Linked DNA regions of Mus musculus: region 2 is linked to region 1. A link is a contact called in public promoter capture Hi-C data. All regions are on one chromosome and are shown on one strand. Each heading gives the region's core, a stretch centred on a gene start, on an enhancer-like site or on the middle of the called end of the contact. The rest is flanking DNA. Distances are from core to core; before and after follow the strand shown. Region 1 holds the start of Mef2c (myocyte enhancer factor 2C). Region 2 overlaps Mef2c (myocyte enhancer factor 2C).

Evidence for each region. Promoter capture Hi-C pulls out the DNA fragments that hold promoters and counts their contacts.
Region 2: a promoter capture Hi-C map of neutrophils shows a contact between it and region 1. The contact joins the enhancer-like site here to the promoter of Mef2c in region 1. A contact is called at or near these places in 4 of 39 promoter capture datasets (the C10 cell line, hematopoietic stem and progenitor cells, neutrophils and 1 more), 19 of 484 Hi-C or Micro-C datasets (B cells, the C10 cell line, the C2C12 cell line and 13 more), 7 of 115 datasets of contacts at active chromatin or transcription factors (the 230-238 cell line, the HPC-7 cell line, bone marrow-derived macrophages and 2 more) and 3 of 9 other capture datasets (adipose tissue, liver and pancreatic islet).

The regions. Positions count from the first base shown.
Region 1 is chr13:83,522,568-83,528,098 of GRCm38.p6, reverse strand. It overlaps Mef2c (myocyte enhancer factor 2C), which reads right to left and starts at 3,356. Exons shown (of 11, transcript NM_001347575.1): 1 at 3,019-3,356.
Region 2 is chr13:83,630,568-83,636,098 of GRCm38.p6, reverse strand. It overlaps Mef2c (myocyte enhancer factor 2C), which reads right to left. Exons shown (of 11, transcript NM_001347575.1): 5 at 2,858-3,044; 6 at 630-677. Among named protein-coding and RNA genes, the nearest start is that of Gm52043, 8.1 kb to the right of the region's middle. Within about 2 kb of position 2,763, at least 11 of the 459 cell types and tissues checked have an H3K27ac peak or open chromatin away from gene starts, as enhancers often do. A contact at or near this core is called in neutrophils, where this site is marked.

The DNA.
Region 1 (5,531 bases), core at 2,107-4,606:
TGTTGCGTTGGTTTTGTGACTTGCCTCTGTAATCTGGTTTGATTTCTTAAAGGTGACAAATCCCAGTCAAGCTCTACTGAATGCAGGAACAACCATGAGTCTGTGAATTAAGGCACAGTGCTGAGCATGAAATCCCAGTCAGCTCTTCTTCATATGTTACACTCACTAAGCATCGTCGATAAAGCCTTTCATTTGGTCCAAACCATCACTATATATGTGTAAAAGGAATATGCATGCTTTTTCAGTTTAGATATTCATTTGGGAGGCATTATTCTAAAAGCTGTCATTTTAAAAAGTTAAAAATTAATCAGCAATCCTTCTTCAGTCCATGCTGTGAGGTTCTGATCTTTAACTACACACTAAATTTCTCCATGTTGCTTGGAATCATGTTCTGAAAACCTTGGCTCTCTGTTTAATAACTATTTTTTGTTATATAATACAATTATTACTGTATAGACATTTCCCCATTTTTTGTCCCTTTCTGAGATTTCATAGACTCAAAAAATATATTGCACCAAGAGTTGGAAAATAAAACCCACAAAATATACTACACTAATTAGAAGAAAGTTTTAAAAGATAATGCTTACATTTGCCAAAGTGTTATTCAGCATAGTTCTCTATTAAAGAAATCTAAATACAATGAATAATTTATTAGAAAGACATAATTATATGCCGTTCAACTTAGTCACTGAGCAAGGTGAAGGCCAGAGAAAAACTAAAAAATATTTGAAAACTATAGAGTATATTGTTTTTTTTTTTAGGATTCAATTTTCAGGAATCATCAGATAGTTATTTTTTATTAGAATGAGTAGAGTTCTACAAAATTAACTTGTTTATAAAGCAAAAAATAAAGAACATTATAACAACTCTTGGTTACTGAAGTTTGCTGTGGTTAATTAGTATCTCTGCTTGGGAAAGTTAATGTTCACGATTACATACTTTAAAAATATGACTAACTTTGAAAGGGTGGAAAGTTGCTTATTATGACATGGTCATTTGTTATTTCCACCAATACCAAAAACATTTATATTAAATTAATAGCACACCTTAATATTACCCTTCAATGTATTCACATGCACACCAACTAAGATGTAAATAGCGTAGTGAATGAATGAAGTTAAAACACTGCTTCTAATAAGGAGTGTGAGAACTGCATAACACATTCTCAAACTGTGAATCATAGTAATAAGAAAAGCATTTTTTAAAAAATAAAGTTCAGCACAATTTGAAGTAAAGATAACTGCCAACTACTGGCCCTTTAACTTGGGTACCAATTTTTTTTTTAATTATATGTTAAGTATGCATCAATGAATACTTTTAGAGTAAAGATCAGAATCCGATACAGGATTAAATGTATTATCCTTTAAATAGTACAAAACCTCATTGATTTCAGGAATTTTTTTCCCACTTGTGATGGGACTTAAGGACAACTCATTTTACCTGCCATGCACTTGCTTTAGGGCTACTTTTAAATTCAATAATTAATATGCTTATACTAGATGATAATAACGTGGTTTATTGCCTGCATTTTTGTAATTGACTCAATAGCTGCACAAGCATACCATTGGTGCCATACTTATACATATTGAACTACTTTTAAGACTAGCCAAACTGACATTATTTTTTAAATTAAATGAGAAATTTTATCTATAAATTGAAAATCGGTATGGCTTCAAGGTTAAGTGTGGCTCACAGGTGGTCACATTTCAAGTCCCAGCAAATCTCTAGGGGAGGGGGATTACTATGCCCCACACAAACGTTTTTACTCTGCAACACAATTCCATTGCAAGGTGCCTGTGGAGGGAGCCGGGCCACTCTTCTGGAAAGGCATGGAAATGCGACTGGAGTTTTCTTTACAGCACTTAGAGAACACATATAGTCACGAAGCATTTCATAAGGCAGTTACCCTTAGAGTTACTATCACATTAACGATAGTAAAATGCACTTTGTCTTAAAGCAATTCTCCACCAAGGACCAGTTAAAGAACTGGCAAACAGCCTGATTCTACATACACTGTCAGCATTTACATCCTGAATGTTTTATACAGAACACATCACATCCATTTCAAAAATGTGAGGGAAAAGGTTCATAACCATAGCATCTAGAACAGTACAAAATGGCTCAGACATAACAATTTCCTTAAGAATTGGTAGCCTTGCTCTGGAAAGGAAGTCACATTAGCATTGCACTCAAACACTTGCATAATACACAATAATACAATAAGCAATGTGCTCCGTCTCTATAGACTTCCTTTACGGCCAACTTTGTCACTTAGTTTAGTAACTTTCATCCAAAGTCCAAACAGAAGGCAGGCTAAGTGACTTAGTTTTGTTTGTTTTTAAATAGCTTAATATTTCCCTTGATCTAAACAACAGTGCACATGCTGAAATGCAAACATGAACTGTGCAATGCACAGACTACCATGGCCAGGGCAACTGCTTCTGGTCCCCACCAATTAAACTCTTTCAAGCCTGCACTTTGATGAGGGAAGAGGATGCACAAAAGGTGGCCTCTGGCAGACAGCCCTGCTTTAGCTTAAAGTCATCCCAAGGACTAGTGGCTCAGAATCCAAACCCAGGGAAAACCAGTCTTTGGGGTAACTCATAGGAACATCTTTCCACAGTGAACTAAGAGCTAAATTTTAAGACAGCGACTTCAAGGTCACAGAACAGTCTGTGAAATCCTAAAATACACTAGTATCCACGTTCTCCACCCTATCAAACATGCTAATGACAGGAACTAACTTCTTGAAACTTTAAACAAACTGATGTGACAGGAAGAGTCAGATGTGAATTCAATAGCAGATGGCAAACGGATACTACTATCTAAAAAGTTACTTTCAGACACACACAAGGAAATCGTAGAGTCTAAAGAAAAGAATGCACAACAAGCCTTAACTTAAGCCTTCCAGAAAGGAGTTGGATAGATAGACCCAGTGCCTGGAAGAGATTGGTGCAGATTTCAGAGACAATACACAAGCTATTTCTATTCTTTTGGAAAAATGTCAGAGGTACTTACATGAAGGAAGACACGACCAAATTAGTCCTTGGAATATTTTCCTTTCTTAAAAGAGAGGAAGAGAAAGAAAAAAAATAACAATAATCTTTACTTTGTCCAGCCTTGAAGTGCTTCTCCACTTGATTCAAAGCTGCAGGCACGGCGACCCACACAGAACCTTCAAAGTCAATCCAATAGCAGCCCGAAGATGTCTGGGTGTACGCGTGTGCTCAAGTGTCTGTGACTGCGAGGCGAGCGAGCAGAGAGCTGGAGACGAAGTGTGCGTGTGTGCGCGCGCGAGAGGGGGGCAAGGGGGAGGCGCGCGCGGGCTTGCGCATTCGCGCGCGCACCGAAGCCGCTGGAAGAGGAGGAGGAGAAAGAGGAGGAGGAGAGAGAGGAGGAGGAGAAAGAGGAGGAGGAGGAAGGTGGAGGAAGCGAAGGAGGAGGTGGAAGAGGAGGAGAAAGTGGTTGTCTGTGGCCGGTGGGATTAAAAGTAACCAGACTCGTCCAGAAAACTGTGTCCAGGAAGGAAGTGACTGGAGACGAATGGGAAAAGGAGAGCAGCTCATAGCCTTAGATAGGTCGTGTAAAAGAGCGGGGGGTGGGGGGAATGTAAGGATACTGGGAGGGGACGCGGGGGCGGCAAGCAAGACGGAGCACACGGGGCTGGGGTTCTAAGCAGCACGTACGCTCCGGTGCTACCCCTGTCCCCCAATTCATTTTATTCTTGCCTTTGCCTGGCGCTGCCTTTTCCTTTCCGTTTCTCTATCCCAACCAGCCCAAACCGTTGCCTCTCCTCCCGAGCTGGGGAAATCATCAGTTTCACTCTTGCAAAAGGGGGGCGGGACTAGAACCTCGCAACATTTTAATAAAACAAACATACTGCAGCTCCCTCCTCACCCCTCCAGTCTCAACTAGATTGATAAATTACTCCACTACACTACTTTAATTATGTATATGGTATGCAGAATAAATCACTGAACATCAGTACCTCAATCAAGCACTTTTAAATGATAATTGCATCTTGGTGAATCAATCTTTCCATTCCTGACATTTTGCTAATTTTAGTTTTACGGTGGGGTAATGGCACATGCCATACGCAAACCTAATGACAATTCTTTATTGCATGAAAGGGAAGACAACACGGGGAGCGGCGGCTCCCTGCCTCTCTCCCCGCCGCTACAGAGGACGCTAGGCTCCTGCGCGCTCGCTCCCCCGGGGAGGCTGCAAGCCAGCTAGCAGGAAAGTCCTTCTGAAGTCGAGATCTTCCTTCTGACCAATAGGAGCGCGACCCTAAGAGCTGCTCTAGTGACTCCCCCCCCCCCCGCCCCCTTTAGATTCTCAGTAGCCACTTCATCCTTGCTCCGGTCCGCGCGCGCCTCCGTTACTCACGCGTAAAAGCCACGATCCAGGATGTCTGCAAGCCTCGATCCCAGCGTGCGCTTCCTGCCCGCCCAGAATGTATAAAGCTTTTGGCCTTGAGAGTCAGGAGGGCTAGGCTAGAAAGTGAGCCGAAAGGATCCTCCAATGTTAGTAATAAATTAATTACAAGTTTTTGAAATCTCGACTTTATCCCCGGGCCATTAACTTTCGAATCAATCTGGACAAATTTACTGAGAGGACAGCTTCCTCGGAGAATGCCCCCTCCTTCCCTCCACACCTTACTGGACTTTATCCAGGTCATTAGCAAGTAAACCAAAAACAACTTCCCAAATGCATTAGGCTCCCCTGACCGATAGATAGCGGGTGACTTCACTTATCCTGAAGAGTTTCAGCTGCACAGGAAGCAGGAGCAGACACTGATAAGAACTCTTAGGTTAAGGTTTAAGCTGTCGAATAATTTTCCATAGTAAAAATATAGGTTAACAAAGAATTGATACTTAGAAAAAAAAAAAAGGTACTAGATATCACGACCACACCTAAAAAGCTAAAGATTAAATATATCAACTATATACAAGTCAACCCTATGCATTCTCAAAATAGTGAAAGATTGCATGCCAGGAGTACTGTAGCTTGTGTAAAATATGAACATTTAATTTTTAATACTATGATTAGAGGAAGAGAAAGTTCACAGAGTACTATAATGTAGAAGATACAAGAGTAGACAATAGTAGCCCATAGAAATATCTAGCTAATTAAAAATATTTTCGAAAGTATATGTTTAACCCAGTAACTGGCTGAATTTCCCGGGAAGCTCTCCAGTAGGCCTGCAGAGTACTATTTTAATGCAGAGGGGCATTGTGCTTCAAAAAAGCCTCCTGCCTCATTGTGCTGTTTGAAGTTAGTAGCTTCTATCAGAGCAGTGGACTCAACATTTAAGCACCCTCCGAAGGAAGGCTTCATTTGAAAGCAGAAAGTTGTTTTTACAGGCAAGTTAAACTACATGGGAACAATCTTCAAACCTCTGGCTCCTTACCACTGAGACTATTAATTAGTACTGCGATTTTATTACAGGAAAGCATGACAAGCTGTCACAGAGCACAAGCTTTGTGACATGGTGGGTTTTTTGTTTGTTCTGCTTTTGAAAATGGTAT
Region 2 (5,531 bases), core at 1,514-4,013, 110 kb before region 1:
ATTATAAATTTCTTTGCGAATCTGAAGACACACGACACCGGTCAGTGTTGAAGATATCCTAAGAGCTGAAGTCCATTTGAGGGGTTTTGTGGTAGCGTAGTCTACTGATATTCTCTGAGGCATCAGGTTAATGCCAACTGTGATTTTCATTACCAGTAGTTTTGGATGATTGCAATCTTGTTTCTTTATGTACTCTTCTTTAGAAATACATAGAATATCAGTTCGTTGTGTGGACATCACTGACTCAGTTAGGGACTGATTAAAAGAAAATGTGAGAACAACGGCCTCCATATGGTACTATAGTCTAAGAGTAGTGTCAGGGGTTGATCAGAACCTGCACCTCTTTGCAGACCAGCTGAAGTTATTTTATTTTTAGACTTCTTTAAAATATTTAAAATATTTACTGCATAAGCAACACAAATAAATTCCCTTCGTTAACAAACTGAACATAACAGTTCCCGTTGATGCTGGCTTTGCCTCCGTTGAGTTTTACTAAGGAAGACTCCAGTTAGTAACTAGTTCTTTTGTAAATTACTGTTTAACCATTCCCCATTCAGAAAGAGCTGTAGGATTTCTTGGAAATAACCCAACAGACTGACCCATAACCCGCCACTGAGGTCTGCACTTACCTGCGCTGGTGCCTGCACCGGATGTCAGATCTCCGCCCATCAGACCGCCTATGGAGAAGAGAGGAAGATCAAAAGGAGAAAGGCTAGGGGCCCACGGAACAGAGCAGGAGCCTTCAGCCCTCAGCATTTGTCCTCTTCTGAGAGACATCCGTAAAATGTGCTATCTTAGTTGCAGGGCTGACATTTGTTTTATTGTGACATGCTGTGTTCAAATGGTAAAAATACATTCACTTACTGACATTTTGCAGAGTTTTTTTTCTCCACCCCTCACAGGAAAGATTACAATAGAAAAATACTGTCTTACAATAGTCTCTGAATTTTTATTATTTCCAGGTCTGGTTTTCTCCTAAAGAGATACTCCACAGGAATAAAAATCCCACTTCATTTCTACCATATGCCTTGATATTCACATATTTGATATCTACTTTTTTTCTAAATATATTTTCTAACATTATTTTTGTTCAATATTAATGAACTAGAAATTTTATTTTCTCATAATTGATCACTATATCAAGCTGAATTTCACTTAATGACACAATGAATAAGTTTTCATTGCCACAGGTTTACAATATACTAATTAATTGCTAATTTAAGAACCACACAAAAACTTGTACTGGCAAGATGGCACAGCAAGTCATGGCAGTTAACACCACGCCTGTTGACCTGAATTCCATCCTGGCCCTACCTGGTGGAAGAGAACTGACTTCTTCTCATTGTCCTCTGATTACCTCACAAAGACTCACATGTTACAGTGACAAATAGATAAACAAATGGATAAACACAATAATGGCTATGTTTCTTTGTAAGAATTGTGAACTTTCAGTAAGATTGAAGATAATTATTTAAAAAATTATAGAGAACAAGGTACAGGAAAAATAGTTGAGAATGCCATCTAATGGAGATTTCTTAGTTGTTCGTAAGCAATACTTCATTGCTATGAATTGTTTCTAGCTATTGAGATCAGAAAAGATGTTTATTATATTTTAAGGAAACGTTTCCTATTTCCCAGCAAATACAGTGTTGAAGACAAAATATCAAATTAAAAAAATGAATGAACATGAGTTATCAAATAAGATATTCAAAATTCTAAATATGAACTGAAAGAAATCTATATAACTATTAAAATGTATATTGAAAATTCAATCATATTATAGAGGAGAGGATGGCACAGTGAAGTCCTTTGAACATATTTCCCTGGTTCAAGATTTATAAAGTCTTCTAGAGGAAAATGTCCTTCCATCAATAAGCCGCTCTTAGTACAGTTAAATGTACCTAAGCTATTGAAAGCACCCTGTGGAGTACTTTCTTTAAACCAGGATGTAAATACACAATAGACTGTTGTATGAGATTTAGAAATACAATTATTTTTGATGCTGCTTCTAGAACTATGAAGGAATGGCTTAGTTATATTCAGTACACACTGAATTAGCTCCCACTGTGAGCTTGACAAATCAAATGGGCATTCTTCCTTTCAAGGTTCAAGTCCAGTGGAGAAAAGACATGTATTCAATTCAGTACATCATAACATATTTAGTTGGATTCACATACTAAGAATGTCTGGGTTTTTTTTTTTTTTCTTCTTCTGAGCAATCATTTCTTGTCTTTAGGTCACTGTGAATTGAACAGCAGCAGGGATACTTTATAATGTTGAGACAAATCTGTGGCAAGTGGGCGTGAGTGCGATGTACCATCAGCTGCACTTGTCATTAGCTGTGCTTTATTTCATACAACTTTTAAATCATGCTCGTGTACTGGTAGCACAAGTCTTTTCTACTGTATATCCTTTCTGGGATAAGTTGTCTTAAACAAACAAACAACCCAAACAATTACAGATAGGGGACAAATGCTGCTGGAGAAGACAGAGGACAGTCTCACAGTGACAGTTTAGTAGGAAGAAGAGAGAAGAGATTCTTTATGCAGAAAAGACTACAACAAAAGTGTGTAGACTAGGTATTGGACACACTGTTGGAGAAAGTAAGTGCTTAAAGAGCAACCGGAGGAGAAAATTGACCTCCAGAAAAGACAAAGTGTGGGTTATGAAATGCACCGAAAGATAATCTGAAGAACTCAGGCTGTGTCACAAAGAGGATTTAGAAAGGGGTGGATGTTGAGCAACAAAAGAATAGAATACAAACAGGAACCAAAGTGCACTTCCTAAATAAGGAAGCTTTCGCTAGACGTGGATCCTTCCAACACCTTGTGAACATGAAGTCCTCTTAAGGACCTACCTGTGTTACCTGCACTTGGAGGTCTATGTGTTACACCAGGAGACATACTATTCCTCTGCAGAGACGGGTGGGCCAGTGGCAGAAGATTGGGGTTTCCCAGTGTGCTGACAGGATTGCTGTACACCAAACTGTTATGGCTGGACACTGGGATGGTAACTGGCATCTCAAAGCTGGGAGGTGGAACAGCCTGTGGGGCAGAAACACAGGGAAAGCCGTGGAAGTGAGACAGAAGGATTCAAGGACAGAAAGCATTAACTGCGCCCAGGAAAACGCCAAATTCCAAATCGTGCAGTGTGTAGATTATGCCCAGGAAGGGGGTCTCAAGATGTGTGATCATAAATTGATTTCTTCCCTGCACTTATAACTCTTTCTCTGCAACCGTTAGGAAACGTTTCACTTTTCTGTGAAACAAAGCCCTTTTTCATTAGACTCCATTGTCTTTGAATTCCATTCTATGAAGTAATAATTATTCATTTGTGATATCTGAATCGGTTGCCAGAAATGACGGTAAGATCAAAGGTAGGTGACTGTGATGACTTCACGGAGAAAAGGGGGATTAAAATGCAGAGCTGATCCTTTGGTTTAATTGCTTATTGAAGCATATTTATGCAGAAGTTTAATGATATAAAACCATCTTCAGGCCTGTGAATAGCATATATAGTTTAATTATTATTTTTAAAAACCTGTCTTTTAATCGCAAGTTAAGAGACAATAGGCGTTTTAAGGTACAGGTTTCACCGAAGTATGTATCATTTAGTAGCTCACATCTTAAAGTGATATCTCAGAAAATATACAATGTTTCACATTTTGCTATATAGCTACTGCCCCTGCCACATGGCAAGATCTATATCTCAAATGAGAGAGTTGGCAAATATTTAGTGAGCTAAAGCTGGGCGGATGTCTAATTAGTGTGATCCAGGTTCCAATTATTGATTTTTGCTATTATTTTGGCAACTTAAGCAAAACTATGTTTTTGTTTCTACTTTCAGTAACTCATCATAGTTGTAAACACTCTTGTCTTTCTCCTTTTGTCAGCATTACAAGTGAAAATACTGTTCAAAGACTTGCCAGAGGACTCATAGTATCATGGCATACAGCCTTTATAATGAAAAATTGTGCTTGTGTGTGTATACACACAACAGATTTGTATAAGCCCTCTGAGGTTTCCAGTAAGAAGTTGTCCAAGTTTAAATGTGTGTTTATTCATGGCTCACATGTGGTTTGTTCTTATTGCTTTCATTATTACTAGTTGTTTTCTTTAGAGTTTACTGCAGCTATCTGTGACTGGTTGACTGGCTGGCCTGAATCATACATGTGTCTGCAGTAACTCTGTGTTTATGTTGTTAACTGTAATATGTTGTCTGTTTATGTTTATGCTCTCATAGTCTTTATTTCATGTTTTTATTTTCTTCCATGTTATGAAAATTCTAATACTGGTAAAAGCAAATGTTTTATAACTTTCTTTCAAATGACTTTATTGGTTTTGTTTTGTTTTGTTTTGTTTTGTTTTTTCGAGACAAGGTTTCTCTGTGTAACCCTGGCGATCCTGGAACTCACTCTGTAGACCAGGCTGGCCTAGAACTCAGAAGTCCACCTGCCTCTGCCTCCCAAGTGCTAGGATTAAAGGCGTGTGCCACCACTGCCCAGCTGACTTTATTGTTTTTCAGGGAAATAAAAATGTTCACATTATATGATAATATGTTTGTCCCTTAGGTCATTTGTGGATTGTATACAAAAGAACAGAAAATGATTTTTGGATAAACTCTATAACCAAGAAATAAAAATGCATGGTAATATTAACACATAACCAAAGACTTGTTCAACAAGAAAAAATATTAATGTATGCTGCAAGCGTCTGTCGAGTAATAAATATATCCTTTCACTGACATGCCACATGAGAATTGAAGTCACCTCTGAAAAGAGTACAATAATAGTGCTCTGCAGCCTCCACCATTAACAGTCTCCACTGTCAAATCTCTTTTCTCTGCCCTGATCTCCAGATATCTCAACCAGGCCTTCTGGCCACTGGTGCAGAAAGTAGCAGCAACTCAAGTGGAGCAGAGAGGCCAAGTGCCCACTTTGCAGCAGCATCCTTCTTACTGGATTCTTGCAGGGGCTGAGTTCACCCACAGAATGACACCCTTTGAGTGACTCTCATTTGCTGAAACAGGGCTTTCCCTCCTCTAGTGATTTCTTGTTCCTCTTGTGTCCTTAGGCCCGCAGGTAATAGCACCTTCTAGGCACCAAGCACCAGCATACTTTACTACTCCCTCAGATTTCCTTTAACTTGATCTACATGTGTAGTCCATTAAATGAGCTCTCTTTATCTATATTTTGAATTTGGCACCTGTTTCTGGCTATGACCTTGGACCATAATATTAGCTCTGCAGATTTTAAATGGGGACATTTTGAAATTCTGGGCGGGCGTGTGAACACCCTCATTCCCAGCAACATCGTGGTGATAACTGTAGTTGCTTCCTGATAGATCAAGCCACTCTGGGCTTTGCCTTCCTGATTTTTACTTTCAACAGACAACACTGAGAAACTTGATCTTTTCAAAGCACATATTAGATAACAGTACTCCTCTCTCAAGTTCTCACAAGTGTACCCATTTTACCTAAAGGAAAAACCCCACTTCCTCCAATGGCCTAGAGATTCTTTACCAACCTCCAGT